Linked DNA regions of Ovis aries: region 1 is linked to region 2. The links are chromatin contacts, called in public Hi-C maps. All regions are on one chromosome and are shown on one strand. Each heading gives the region's core, a stretch centred on a gene start, on an enhancer-like site or on the middle of the called end of the contact. The rest is flanking DNA. Distances are from core to core; before and after follow the strand shown.

Region 1 (6,070 bases), core at 3,010-5,509, 46 kb before region 2:
AGAATAAAAACCACTACCCTAAGCTCTTCCCTTTCTTTCCCTTCCCTTCACTTTTGTCAGTTTTCAAAAACCAAACTGCTTATAAGCTGAGACTTTGTGTAGCACTCTGAAGAGTTAAGATAAAACTTATACTGTTGAAAAAAAATATTATTGAAATTCAAGCTCTTTCCCAAGGGTGGAGGTCACAGGAGGCAGCTGGTGCCAGTAGACGATACGAAAATTAGAACCTGCACATGTAATACTTTAAAAAATCTATTGTCCTCTAAACATCCAGAATATATAAAGAACCTTAAGGCTCAACAACCAAACACCAAAGAACCTCACTGAAAAACAGGCAAGGGGCTTGAACTGGTATTTCTCCAAAGATGATATACAAATGCCAACAAGCATATAAAAGGATGCTCAATATCACTAATTGTTAGAAAAATGCAAATCAAAACTGAGATATCATCTTACATCCTTTAGGATGGCTGCAATGGGAGGAAAAAAAAAACAGAAATTAACAAGTATTAGCTAGGTTTTGGAGAAAAGGAAGCCCTGGGGCACTGTTGGTGAGAATGTAAAAAGGCACAGCTGCTATGGAAAACAGTATGGCAATTCCTCAAAACATGAAAAATAGAAATACCATATGATTCACCAATACCACTTTGGGGTATATATACAAAAGAACTGAAAGCAGTATCTCAGACAGGTATGCATATACTCCTGCTCACAGCAGCAAATAGCCAAAGGCAGAAGTAAGCTAAATGTCACCCACAGATGAATGAATAAAGAAAATGTGGTATATATAACAGACTACACTATACAGCCTTACAAAGGAAGGAAATTTTGACACATGCTACCACATGGATGAACCTTGAGGTCTTTATGCTAAGTGAAATAAAGCAGTCATAAGAAGACAAATATTGTATGATTTATATGAAGTATCTAGAGTAGTCAAACTCACAGAAACAGAAAGCAGAATGTGGGTGCCAGGGGCTGGGGGGAGGGGAAACGGAGAGTTGTTTCATGGCTACAGAGTATCCATTTCTCAAAATGAAGAAGCTCCGAAGGTGAGCTGTACAAGGTAAATACAGCTAATGCTACTGAACTACACACTTAATAAAGATGGTAAATTTTATGTGTATTTTACCACAGTTGAAAAACCAAATCTCTATGCTCCCAGTATGGCAGTGATGATAACAATACCTCTCCCATGCCCAGGAACTTTTCTCTGAAAAAGCCCAGAGCGATAGATGGCCTACAGACCTGCCTGCTGATGCCAGCGCAGAAAGACGGCCAAGGATGAATTCAACTGCAAAGGCTGCACTCATCAGCTTTATTTCCTTCTTCTCTACCAGCATGAATATTTTGTATACCTCACCCTTTCACTCTCTGAAGCCCAAGCCTCTCCAATATCTGTAGATGCTGATTCTGAAGTGTTACCCTGTATTATCTGAGATTCTGGGGAAAAGAGGCCTGCCTTTATGTCAGGGTCCAGGAGAAGAGGGATTGAGAAGTCAGCCCCTTCCTCTTCTTATTTAGAGAATTCAGTGACATGCCCATGTAGTCCCTCCCCATAAAATTCAGCATTTTTCAACTCCAGGTATAAGGTCATCATTTATGTTTCTACTTTTGACCTCCACATTGAAGTGGCGGCACTTCCTGTCTAAGAATTACATGTGAGATTAACATTCCAGGTGTTATCCACCATCCAACAGGATCTAGCATCTTCTGCTCCTCTGAGTCCTTTTTTTTAGAACCACTTTCAGGTTTGGGGATCAGAGACTTTGCTCAATAACAACCCTTTATAAACCTTGTCTTGTATCTCAAACATAAAGGAACACAGGGAATGTGGAAAACTAGAGGAACGGATGGGCAGAGAACAGATGCCCCAAGGAGAAAGGGAAAGAGCTTTCAGAAGGACGCATTCCAAAAAAAGATGTCAAGTCCATCTGGAAAGCATTTAAAGAAATAAAAAACCCTTTTCTGCTATGAGCAGCAGATTAGCAGAATACAAAACTCTCTGAACAATAAACCTCTAGGACCAATTAAAAAATCGAAACAAAACTGAAAGAGCTCCTTCTAGGCATGTCCAGCTACCACGAAGATGTAAGCCTCTTTTTGCTGTTCAGGGGTGCGCCTGGTGCCATATGCAAGAGACCTCCCCACCACAGTTCCCTTCCATGTGGCTCCTCTAGGCATTTGTTTGTGCAGAGGACTCCAGTAGCAAGAAAGTCCATGGAGACTGGAAACACGGGCTGCCTCCCTCAGAGCCAGTATAGGGTTTCTAAAAGCACTAGGCCTGAGATCTCTAACTTCCAGTCCTCCCACAGTCTGTCAGCTTCCTCCCGTCTTCTTGCACAATGTAGTAGCAAAAAATGAAAAAAATGTGGCAATCTGAGGACATCATCAACAATTTTCTCTTGCCTCATAGTTTTGGTTATTTTGCATTCCTAGGATATAAACAACACGTGAGTCCGCTAACCCCTCACCCCACTGTTGTCGTCTTTCAGCAGACCCTTGTAGAGCCCTCTGGGCTGGAAGGGAGACAGGAAACAGGAAGCTCCCAAACCTGGGCTCTTCTCTGCTTTTCTCTCTCTACCTCTATTAACACATGAACGTAGCTACGAAAGAAGATCAGTCTGTTTTCAAATGGTCCAGAAAAGAAACTCGACACTGGCTAACCTGTTCTAGTGCTTAATAAGAGCCCAAGAAGGTAGTGACTTCCTTCCTGTCACGCAGATTTGAGACATTTTCCTTTTTCATTCGGGTCTGAAAGTGGCAGGCCATTGTGTAAGAGCCTTTTATTGAAAGTTCCTTATTAAACTGCCCCACAAGGGCTATCAGACGAATACTCTTGGGCCGTTTAGCTGTATCTGGGCTCTAATGTCCAATGCTTCAACCAACCATCTCTTGGGTTCTGCCGTAGACGCCTTCTTCCTCTCTGGAGAAGTACAGGCTCAAGACACAAAGCTCTGGTGGCAGGCAGACCTCATGGCTCTGCACACCCAGAACGTGACAGCTCCAAGCCATGTTCGCAGAACCCGGGGTGGGGGCAGGGCAGGCAGGGGACTTCCTCATCCCACATTCAAACTGCCCGCATCCCTTTACTTCTATTTTCAATAAAAGAAGGAAATTTTTAAAACAACAGTAGAAGACAAGTAGGAAGGAAGAGAGTAAAAAAAAATTTTTAAGGGAACTTAAGAATTTATAAAGATATGAGAAACAATTTTAACAGGAACTACAAGCCAAAAGATTCATTCCATCAGAAGAAAAAAGTGCATAAAAGCAGCAGACCTTTGCATAGTCTTGTAGCCTGTCTGTCCACACAATACTGCTGCATTTTCTACTGCCCTCTGAACACACTGTGACTGCCTGCAAACACAAGCTGATGTGTCCCGGTTTATGCCAACAGGTGAACTTGATGAGAGGCTTAGCTAAATTCCATGAAATAAGTAATTTAAGGACCATGTAAAGGTTTGTTTTTTAGGGCACAGAAGTTCTGAAAAGGGAAGCAAGAGGCTCTGAGAATTTCATTTTCGTGATAAGGGCTTGATGCTTGTTCCTCTGACAGCGCGTGGCCACCAGCTACACCCTGGCTCCTACATTCAAAGCTGGAGCAAGTTCTTCATGTTGCAAAAAAGCGTTCACGGCAGTTTAAGGAAAGAGAACCAGTTCGGTATTTTAGAGTGGCTAGGAAAGATTTTTCGGGGGGAAAGAAGGAGCACTGACCTGTTCTAATCCGCTGAAAACGGCCAGGTTCTCAAGCTCCCCTGCCGTCCTGCAGTCGGCTTCCTGTAAGTCTTGCATGTGACATCAGACTTCCTCACTGCACCTTCTCTGACTCGTTCAAGGAGCAGTCAGAGACATGTGATAAGTTCGCCTCCCTTCCTACTTCACGCTGGGGTAACCCTGTGTCTCAAGAAATGGCTGTGTCCCCACAGGGGTCCCCAGCTGGCCTCAGACATCCCCAGGGCTCAGGTAAAGAGGAGAGAAGCAAGGGGGTGGGGTGGGGGAGGCAGGGGACAGTGGTGTCTGGGCTCCTGGCTCTTCTGATGCCATAAGGAGGGGGAGAAAGGGACAGACCGAGGCTCTTGTAGCCCCACCTTGGGGAAGGGTGGCCCCTGGGAAGGGCAGCCAGCTCACGGTGGAGCCTGGAGCTTGGGCGCCAGCCTGTCACCAGAATGTGCCCAGCGCCACGGCCCTGGGGACTGCTGAGGAAGGGCGGCCATGTGCTGCACCCAGGGCGCCCCCAGGATCCTCTCTGGAGGGCACCAGCACGGATGAGCATACCCAGGGCCTGGCTCACGTTCTTCCGCCTCGTGCAGCCACAAGGGCCACTCAGCCTGAGTATCCTGGGCCAGTCTCAAGTTCACGTCCAGTCTAGTTAGTCCCGCTGTCGGACAGTGTGCCCTAACTTTGGGTTCAGCAAACAAAGCCACGGTACTCTCTGCCTCCCAGGGCTACATAACTGGTACACATTTCCCCCCTTGCTAGTCTCCAAAATCTGCCAGCCTTTTGGTTTCCCCTGAAAGGGTTGACTTCATCTTCCTGTGGGAGGGATGGGGTTCCTAGTGGCATGTGAGCCCTGGCTGTGGGGGGCCCTGATGCTGGCCCTGCCAAGAGCACCAGGGAGAGTGCCCCTCTGTGCTCCGAGCAGGGGCGAGGCCTGGAGCACAGCCGAGGCAGGACCAAGCAGGAAGCTCAAGGGTACCATTCTAGCCTGCTTGTTCCTGTGGTGAGTCCCCTCCTCTATCCTTTTATAATTCCTCGAGCTCTCTGGAGGGCCAACACACTGGAATTTATGGATGTAGGCAGTGGTGTGTGGAAGTGAAACAATGTCCTGGAGCAAGGGGAAAATAGTCTGTAATTTATACAACCTGACTCAGTGCAGAAACCCCAGTGACTGTTTCTATTTGGCTACCCTGGCGTAATTCTTTTTTTTTTTTTTTTAAATGATTTTAAAGGGATTTTTTTTCTTTTTAGTTGTTTTTTTTATAAAGGTAACTGTAGACAAGCCTACTGTTCCAAGTCTTGAAAATATGACCCTATAATTCCCCAAAGAAGTTTTCCATGTGAGAACACCAAGTGAGGAAATGGATCCTGGGAGTCAGGACTTTGGATAACACGAAACTCTGCAGTCTCACCACATGAGTGCCTTTCTGGCTTTGAAAACACACTTAACTGTTTTTACCATTCTGACAGCTGATGGCTGGTTTTCTGACTGAACTGTACAGTTAGATTAGCCATCTGAGTCAACATGGCTAAAAGCACAGCCATCACTTTAAAATAAGAATAATGGTAAAACTTGGCCATCTTGGAAAAACAAAATACTCCATGGATGATAAATAATAATGAATCAACTTGAATATATTTAGAAGTGTCATATTCTGGGCTAAGCTGCCAGTTCCATTTTTTTTTAACTAAGCAGTTACATATGTTCTACTTCAATCATGCTCTGTGCGGAATTTTCAACGGTCTCAACAAAATACATTCTAATTTCCCTTAAAATTCCCTAACCTGGCCTCCTGTCCATGATTTTTGTTTTTTCTGTTTAGGCATTAAAAGAATTTTAACAACTTTGTCTTTTAAAGCAGTTGTAGATTTACAGAAAAATCAAGAAGACAGTTGGGTTCTCATTCTGTACCCAAGCTCCCTGATGTTAAAATCTTACATTTAATATGACAGATAAATAGCAATTAAGAAACCAAAACTGATACATTATTAACTAAGGACCATAGGTTATTTTAGTTCAGTTCAGTCACTCAGTCGTGTCCGACTCTTTGCGACCCCATGAATCGCTGCATGCCAGGCCTCCCTGTCCATCACCAACTTCCGGAGTCCACCCAAACCCATGTCCATTGTGTCAGTGAAGCCATCCAACCATCTTATCCTCTGTCGTCCCCTTCTCCTCCTGCCCTCAATCTTTCCCAGCATCAGGGTCTTTTCAAATGAGTCAGCTCTGCGCATCAGGTGGCCAAAGTATTGCAGTTTCAGCTTCAACATCAGTCCCTCCAATGAACACCCAGGACTGATCTCCTTTAGAATGGACTGGTTGGATCTCCTTGCAGTCCAAGGGACTCTCAAG
Region 2 (6,112 bases), core at 1,578-4,077:
GAGTACTGGAGTGGGTTGCCAATGCCTTCCCCAACCTTCCAGCACTGTAGCATAATTGTGGATTGCTGGGGCACGGTGGTAGAGAAACCTCTGTATGAAAATCAGGAGGAATCTGGTAGACCTCATGGGAGGGTGGGCTTCAGGAAGATGATGGCTGGGAGACAGGAATCCAAACAATAGATGCTTAAAAGTGAAGGGGTTACAGCAACAACAACAAAAAGACACTTTGGTTTAATTCTGTTCTCCTGATGTGCAATGTAAAAACCCTATAGGTTCCTAGAATTACAACCATAGTGTGGACCATCCTGAAATATTTAAGGCAGTGACACAGACCAAATAAGAAATACTTCCCAAAAGAGCGGGCTCATCCCTGGCCTGGGCAACTGAGACAGTACAAGACAGTAAGTTTAAAAGGTAAAGGCGCCTCACCTTCTCGTCACTGCCCTGTGCTGTGCTGCTTTCTGCTGTTTCACACGCCATTGTCATTATTCCACTTGATCCTCGCACCAAGAGATAGAGGAAGAGCAAAGATTATCAACCCCAATTCTTGGATGAGATAAGTGAGGCTCAAGGCACACCTAACATGCATGATATGCCGAAAGTGAAAGTGGAAGTCGCTCAGTTTTGTCCAGCTCTTTTGTGATCCCATGGACTGTAGCCTGCCAGGCTCCTCTGTCCATGGAATTCTCCAGGCCAGAATACTGGCGTGGGTAGCCATTCCCTTCTCCAGGAAATCTTCCCAACCCAGGGATCGAACCCATGTCTCCCTCATTGCAGGTGAATTCTTTACCATCTGAAACACCAGGAAAGCCCATGATATGCCTAAGCAACCAGAAAGTGGTTGAACACCCAGTAGACATTTAATTGGTGAAATGAACAAACAAGTGAAAGAAGGCATGAATCTCCACCCCTGGAAGTAACCCCATTGTCTCTAAATGTATCAGAATCTGATCTTAACTTGCTTACAAATGTTTCTGTTAGTCAAACACCACTGAAGCAACTTAGCAGCAGCAGCAGCAGGGAACCAAAGCTATGGCAAAAGTTGGGTAGGTCCCGAGGAAGAAGATGATTTTAATAACATCTGCAGAGTCTAGTCTGCACAGTTCCACTCAACAAGTGACTGAGGATTTAGTCCCTGAGAGACTCAACCAGGAGATATCAGGCAGGTAAAGATACACAGCAAGAGTGGAAGGCAGAGTTATAAGCACCCTAAAGAAGGGTTAGGGCTTCCCAGGTGATGCTAGTGGTAAATAAAGAATCTGCCTGCCAATGCAGGAGAGGTAGGTTCAATCCCTAGGTCCAGAAGATCTCCTGGAGAAGGGAATGGCAACCCACTCAAGAATTCTTGTCCGGAAAATTCCATGGACAGAAGAGCCTGGCCAGCTACAGTCCATAGGGCTGCAAAGCAACCGCCACGATTGAGCACACACACACTGATGGCCTAATGAAAATTCTTTGCAGTTATTTTATCCGTTACAGAAAAAGGCATTTTTGAAAGGGAAAAATATGCCAATGACTCAAACTGAAGCTACAGAATTGTTTTGGAACTGTGTTGGGAAACTGGCAAAAGAAAACCCACCACGGGCGGGACTCTGTCCAGGGTTCCGTGGCTGCACCGCCTTAAGTCTGCGACTAGCCACGGCCGGCGGTCCAGCGACCATCCAAGAGACAACAGTGGCACACACTTTTCAGAAAGAGGGACCAAGTCCATCCAGTTACTGCTGACAACCTGAGACGCATCCCAGAGAACTGAGATAAAGTCAGGAGCCCAGGAAAGAATATGTATTACTCCGGGATCCAGCAGGACCAGAGGATCTAACCAGGCTCGGTTCCTCACAGACACACCCTTTGTTAATCTCAAAAAGTTCAAAGTCTAACCACGAACTGAAGATTTGGGTCACCCTGACTGGGTCAGCTGGTTTCTTTTACTTATCCTTGCAACTTTAACTGTTCTCTTTTTTTAAAAAGAAAAAAACAGAGGGAGTGAGACTGCAGCGAAGCTGTCCGGAAAGTTCGGGAGAGGCCCCGGGAGAAAAGCGCTGACACCGATTGGAAGTCCTCTAAGGTCGCCGCACACATCGAACGCGCGCCCGGGGCGCTAGCAGCAGTCTGGGGCACCCGGCGGGAGGAGAGTTGGGGAAGCTGGATTGCGGGATGGGCACAATTCCCTAGCGAAGAAGGCGAGGCGGCTTCGGAGCAGAAACTGGCCCCGGGGATGCCCGAAAGCCCCCATCCGTCTGAGCTGGGGCTGGGAAGCAGTAGGGGGAGTCGCGCCCCAGCGCATCCCGCGAAGCCCCTGCAGCGGGTACCTACGGCGCGAGCGTGGGGCGAGACCCCTGGGCGGCCCCAGGCTCGACCGAGCCCAGCAGCGCGCCCAACCCTGAAAACGCCCGCGTCCGGAGCCCACCGGCCCGCGGCCCCTCCTTCCCCCACCCGCCGGCACCCGGAGGACGCGCGATCCGCTGGGCCCGAGTCGCGCCCCTCCGGAGACCGCGCGCCCGCGCCCCCGCCCGCAGCGGACGCAGCCCCGACGCTCCCCGGCCCCCGCCCGCGCCCACCCGGCGCCGCGCCGCGCTGCCCTGCCCCGCCGTCCAGTCCGACCCCTCCCCGGGGTCCCCGCGGCTGCGAGGGTCTCCAGGGGCGCTGCCCCGAGTCCCCGGAGCCCGATCGCACTCTCGGCGGCGGCGGCGGCGCGTCCCTTACCGAGCAGCGGCTCCGTGCGGCTCCAGGGCCCCGCGGCGCGCCGGGCATTTTTTTCTGGGAAACTTCTCCCCGGTCCGTAGGGCTGAGCCGGCCGGGCAGGAAAAGCGCTCAGCGCCGGGAGGCTGAGACCATCCGGGAACTTCGCGGGATGTAAACCCTCCCCCTCGGCTCCCCCCACCCCGCCCCGCGGCCCCGCCACATGTGGACGCGCGGCGAGGCCGCCGCCGGCCCTTCGCCCGCCTCTCTGCGCGCCGCGCCCGCGCTCCCTGGGGCCCGCGCTCCCTGGGGCTGAGGCTCTGCGTCCCACAGACTGGCGAGACCCGAGGTACACGGCAGGAGTGGGGCGATTAGGAGGCTGGGGCTCGTACGTCGCTCCGTCCACCTCCCTGCGCTTGCAGAGGAGCGGGAACTGGAAGGGGTGTCCAGCCGAGGGCCCTTTCCCCCGCGGACTGCTAGTTCTCCAGCTTTCCGCTGTCGGGGTGCCCCCTCTCCAACCCCAAGCGGAAGCCCTTTCTCCTCGCCTTCTCTGCTCTCCAAAGAGGGATCGTGCTTCTGGACACCTTAAATTCAAATTCATCTTAAAAATGAATTTTAATATGGAGTGGCACCCTCGGAGGCCCGCATCTGTCTCCCTGACCACTGCGTGGGGAAGCTGTGCTGCTCTTCTCGTGGAAAATGCCCGTTGTCCCCACCAAGAACCAGCTGGGGTTGAGTAGTTTTGCTCCTAGTGGAGATGGATTTATCGTCAGCCACCCACATCTTCAAATACGGTAGCATCCACTGCAAACATCTGGAGAAAGCTGAGGTTCTCCTCTCTTGCTTGAGCTGTTAGTGGCCGGCTCCGAAAGCCGCCACCTCCAGGCTCCAAAGAAAAGTTAACACTCACTAAGACGACCCATGTTAGAACGTGTGCATTTGAAAAGAACAAGTTATCATTAATACAATAACCATTTAATTATAGTGCTAATATATCAAGGCCGTGTATCCCCTTAAATGAAAGCAGAGAAGTTGGGAATATATGCACTTCGGAATTGATGTCCTGCACTAAGGAGGTGGTCGGTCCATCCTTCACTTTAAGCCGTCTGCTCCTATGCCAGTTCCCATGTGTGCACTTGTACCTTGACATGCTCTTAACAGATATAGTAATTCTTCTGACAAAGAGATTAGTAATATGGGAAACTTCTCAATGACAAATTTTGTCCCTAAGAGTACCCATCTTTTAAAGCTTCACTGTATACTTCATCATTCCATCATTGGAAGCTTCCCTTTTTCAACCATTTCTATGATGATATGCATATATTATGTTTTATATAAAATGAAGACAATTGATTTCATATATTAGTATATTATTCCAGACTTGAGAAAAAAAATCATTAGCACTTAATCACAATCATGGAAATTAAGCCCAGGAGCTGCCTCCCATCAGCTCTCTGTCTCAATTTTTGCCCTGGGTTCCCTGGTGGTTTAATGGTGAAAGAATCTGCCTGTAATGCAGGAGACACGGGTTCGATCCCTGGGTTGGGAAGATCCCCTAGAGAAGGGAATGGCAACCCACTGCAGTATTCTTGCCAGGAAAATCCCATGGACAGAGGAGCCTGGCAGGCTACAGTCCATGGTGTCACAAAAGAGTTGGACACAACTTACTAACTAAACAACAAGTGTAAAGGCAACTGGTTCACTGCAGTATTCCCAGCACCTGGAACGTTCCTAGTATTCATTACCATGGGATGAAAGACTAATAAGCATTAACCCAGGTCCTTTTAGCAGTACATCTATTATCTCATTTAGTTCTAAAGGCAAAATTGGCTAACTAGGTACTTGTCACTGTTATACAGATGAGGGACTTCCAAAGGAATGAGGTTTTCCAAGGAGGGGTGGTGAGAAGCACAAGTCCAGAGGAGTTTGATCTGACTGCTAGTTTCTGGTGCCCCAACAGGAGCTTCCATCCAGGCCAGAGAGGAAGGTAAAAGGCCTTAAACTCACAGCTTCTGAGTAAATGTCTCAAGGAGATCATGTGGGCTGTAGGTTTTACTCATGGGGGGAAGGGACTTAATGCCATGAAAGGCATTTGTTCTGATGACTCTGATGGATGATGAAGACTTGCTTCTTGGTCAGGTGTCAGGACAGGTACCTGCAAAGACCTTGTGTATGAGAAGTTGCTTCAGTTGTGCCTGACTCTCTGCGACCCTATGGACTATAGCTTGCCAGGCTCTTCCGTCCATGGGCTTCTCCAAGCAAGAATACTAGAGTGGGTTGCCATGCCCTCCTCTAGGGGATTTTCCCACCCCAGGGATGGAACCGGTGTCTGGAATCTCCTGCACTGATACGCAGGTTCTTTACTGCTAGGACTTCCCAGGTGGCGCTAGTGGTAAAGAATTCACGTCCCAAAGCAGGAGAAGTATGTGGGTTTGGTCCCTGGATCTGGAAGATCCCCTGGAGGAGGAAATGGCAACCCACTGCAGTATTCTTGCCTGGAGAATCCCATGGACAGAGGAGCCTGGCAGGGTACAGTCCATGGGTAACACACAGTTAAACACAACTGAAGTGACTTAACACTACCTGGGAAGCCCCCTGAAAAGACCTTAGGGTCTCCCAAAGTCACAGTGTTTTCTAAATGTCCTCCTCCCATCACAAGAATCCAGGCTCCTAACTTCAGTGAGTTGCGGCTACACAGCTGGAGGACCAGGAGAACCAGGAAGTACGGCAACCCCAGGACTCTGTGGGCCTTTTCCTCCACACTGTCAGCATTCTCAGGGAGTCGTGCACAAGTGTGGCCATGCTGGAATGTATTCCACGCTTTACTCTGTAGGAGTGGAGGATGCTGGGAGAGGGCAGAGAAGGCTGAATTTGTTTGCTTTATTGTGGCAAATTGATAGTTATTTTAAAAAATGCCTTATGAACATGCTGTTAAAATATGATTGATCTGGAAGACAACTCTTTAAAAGGTGAAGTGGGCACTCACTAAAATATCCCAAGAGTATTTTGAAGAATGATAATATGTCATGAACCCAAGCAAATGATGAACTCAAATTTCTGCAGTAGGTTTTAAAAGTTAAAGAAGTTAAATATATATAATATCAGTTAAGCTCAGTCTCTCAGTTGTGTCCAACTCTTTGCAACCCCATGGACTGCAGCACTCCAGGCCACCCTGTCCATCACCAACTCCCAGAGCTTACTCAAACTCATGTCCATTGAGTCGGTGATCCCATCCAACCATCTCATCCTCTGTCTTTCCTGTCTCCTGCCCTCAGTCTTTCCCAGCGTCAGGGTCTTTTCCAATGAGTTGGATCTTCACATCAGGTGGCCAAAGTATTGAAGTTTCAGCTTCAGCGTCAGTCCTCCCAATGAATATCCAGGGTTGATTTCCTTTAGGATTGACTGGTTGAATCTGCTTACAGTCCAATGGACT

What was found. Hi-C and Micro-C count contacts between places; a contact is called where the count stands out from the background.
Region 1: a Hi-C map of blood shows a contact between it and region 2, with 1.5 times the contacts expected there. The contact joins the enhancer-like site here to the promoter of WIPF1 in region 2. A contact is called at or near these places in 3 of 16 Hi-C or Micro-C datasets (blood and tail adipose tissue).

The regions. Positions count from the first base shown.
Region 1 is chr2:135,416,595-135,422,664 of ARS-UI_Ramb_v3.0, reverse strand. WIPF1 (WAS/WASL interacting protein family member 1) reads right to left here. Exons shown (of 10, transcript XM_060409757.1): 2 at 3,715-6,070. Among named protein-coding and RNA genes, the nearest start is that of WIPF1, 47 kb to the right of the region's middle. Within about 2 kb of position 4,259, at least 24 of the 54 cell types and tissues checked have an H3K27ac peak or open chromatin away from gene starts, as enhancers often do.
Region 2 is chr2:135,369,404-135,375,515 of ARS-UI_Ramb_v3.0, reverse strand. WIPF1 (WAS/WASL interacting protein family member 1) reads right to left here and starts at 2,827. Exons shown (of 10, transcript XM_060409757.1): 1 at 2,704-2,827; 2 at 1-500.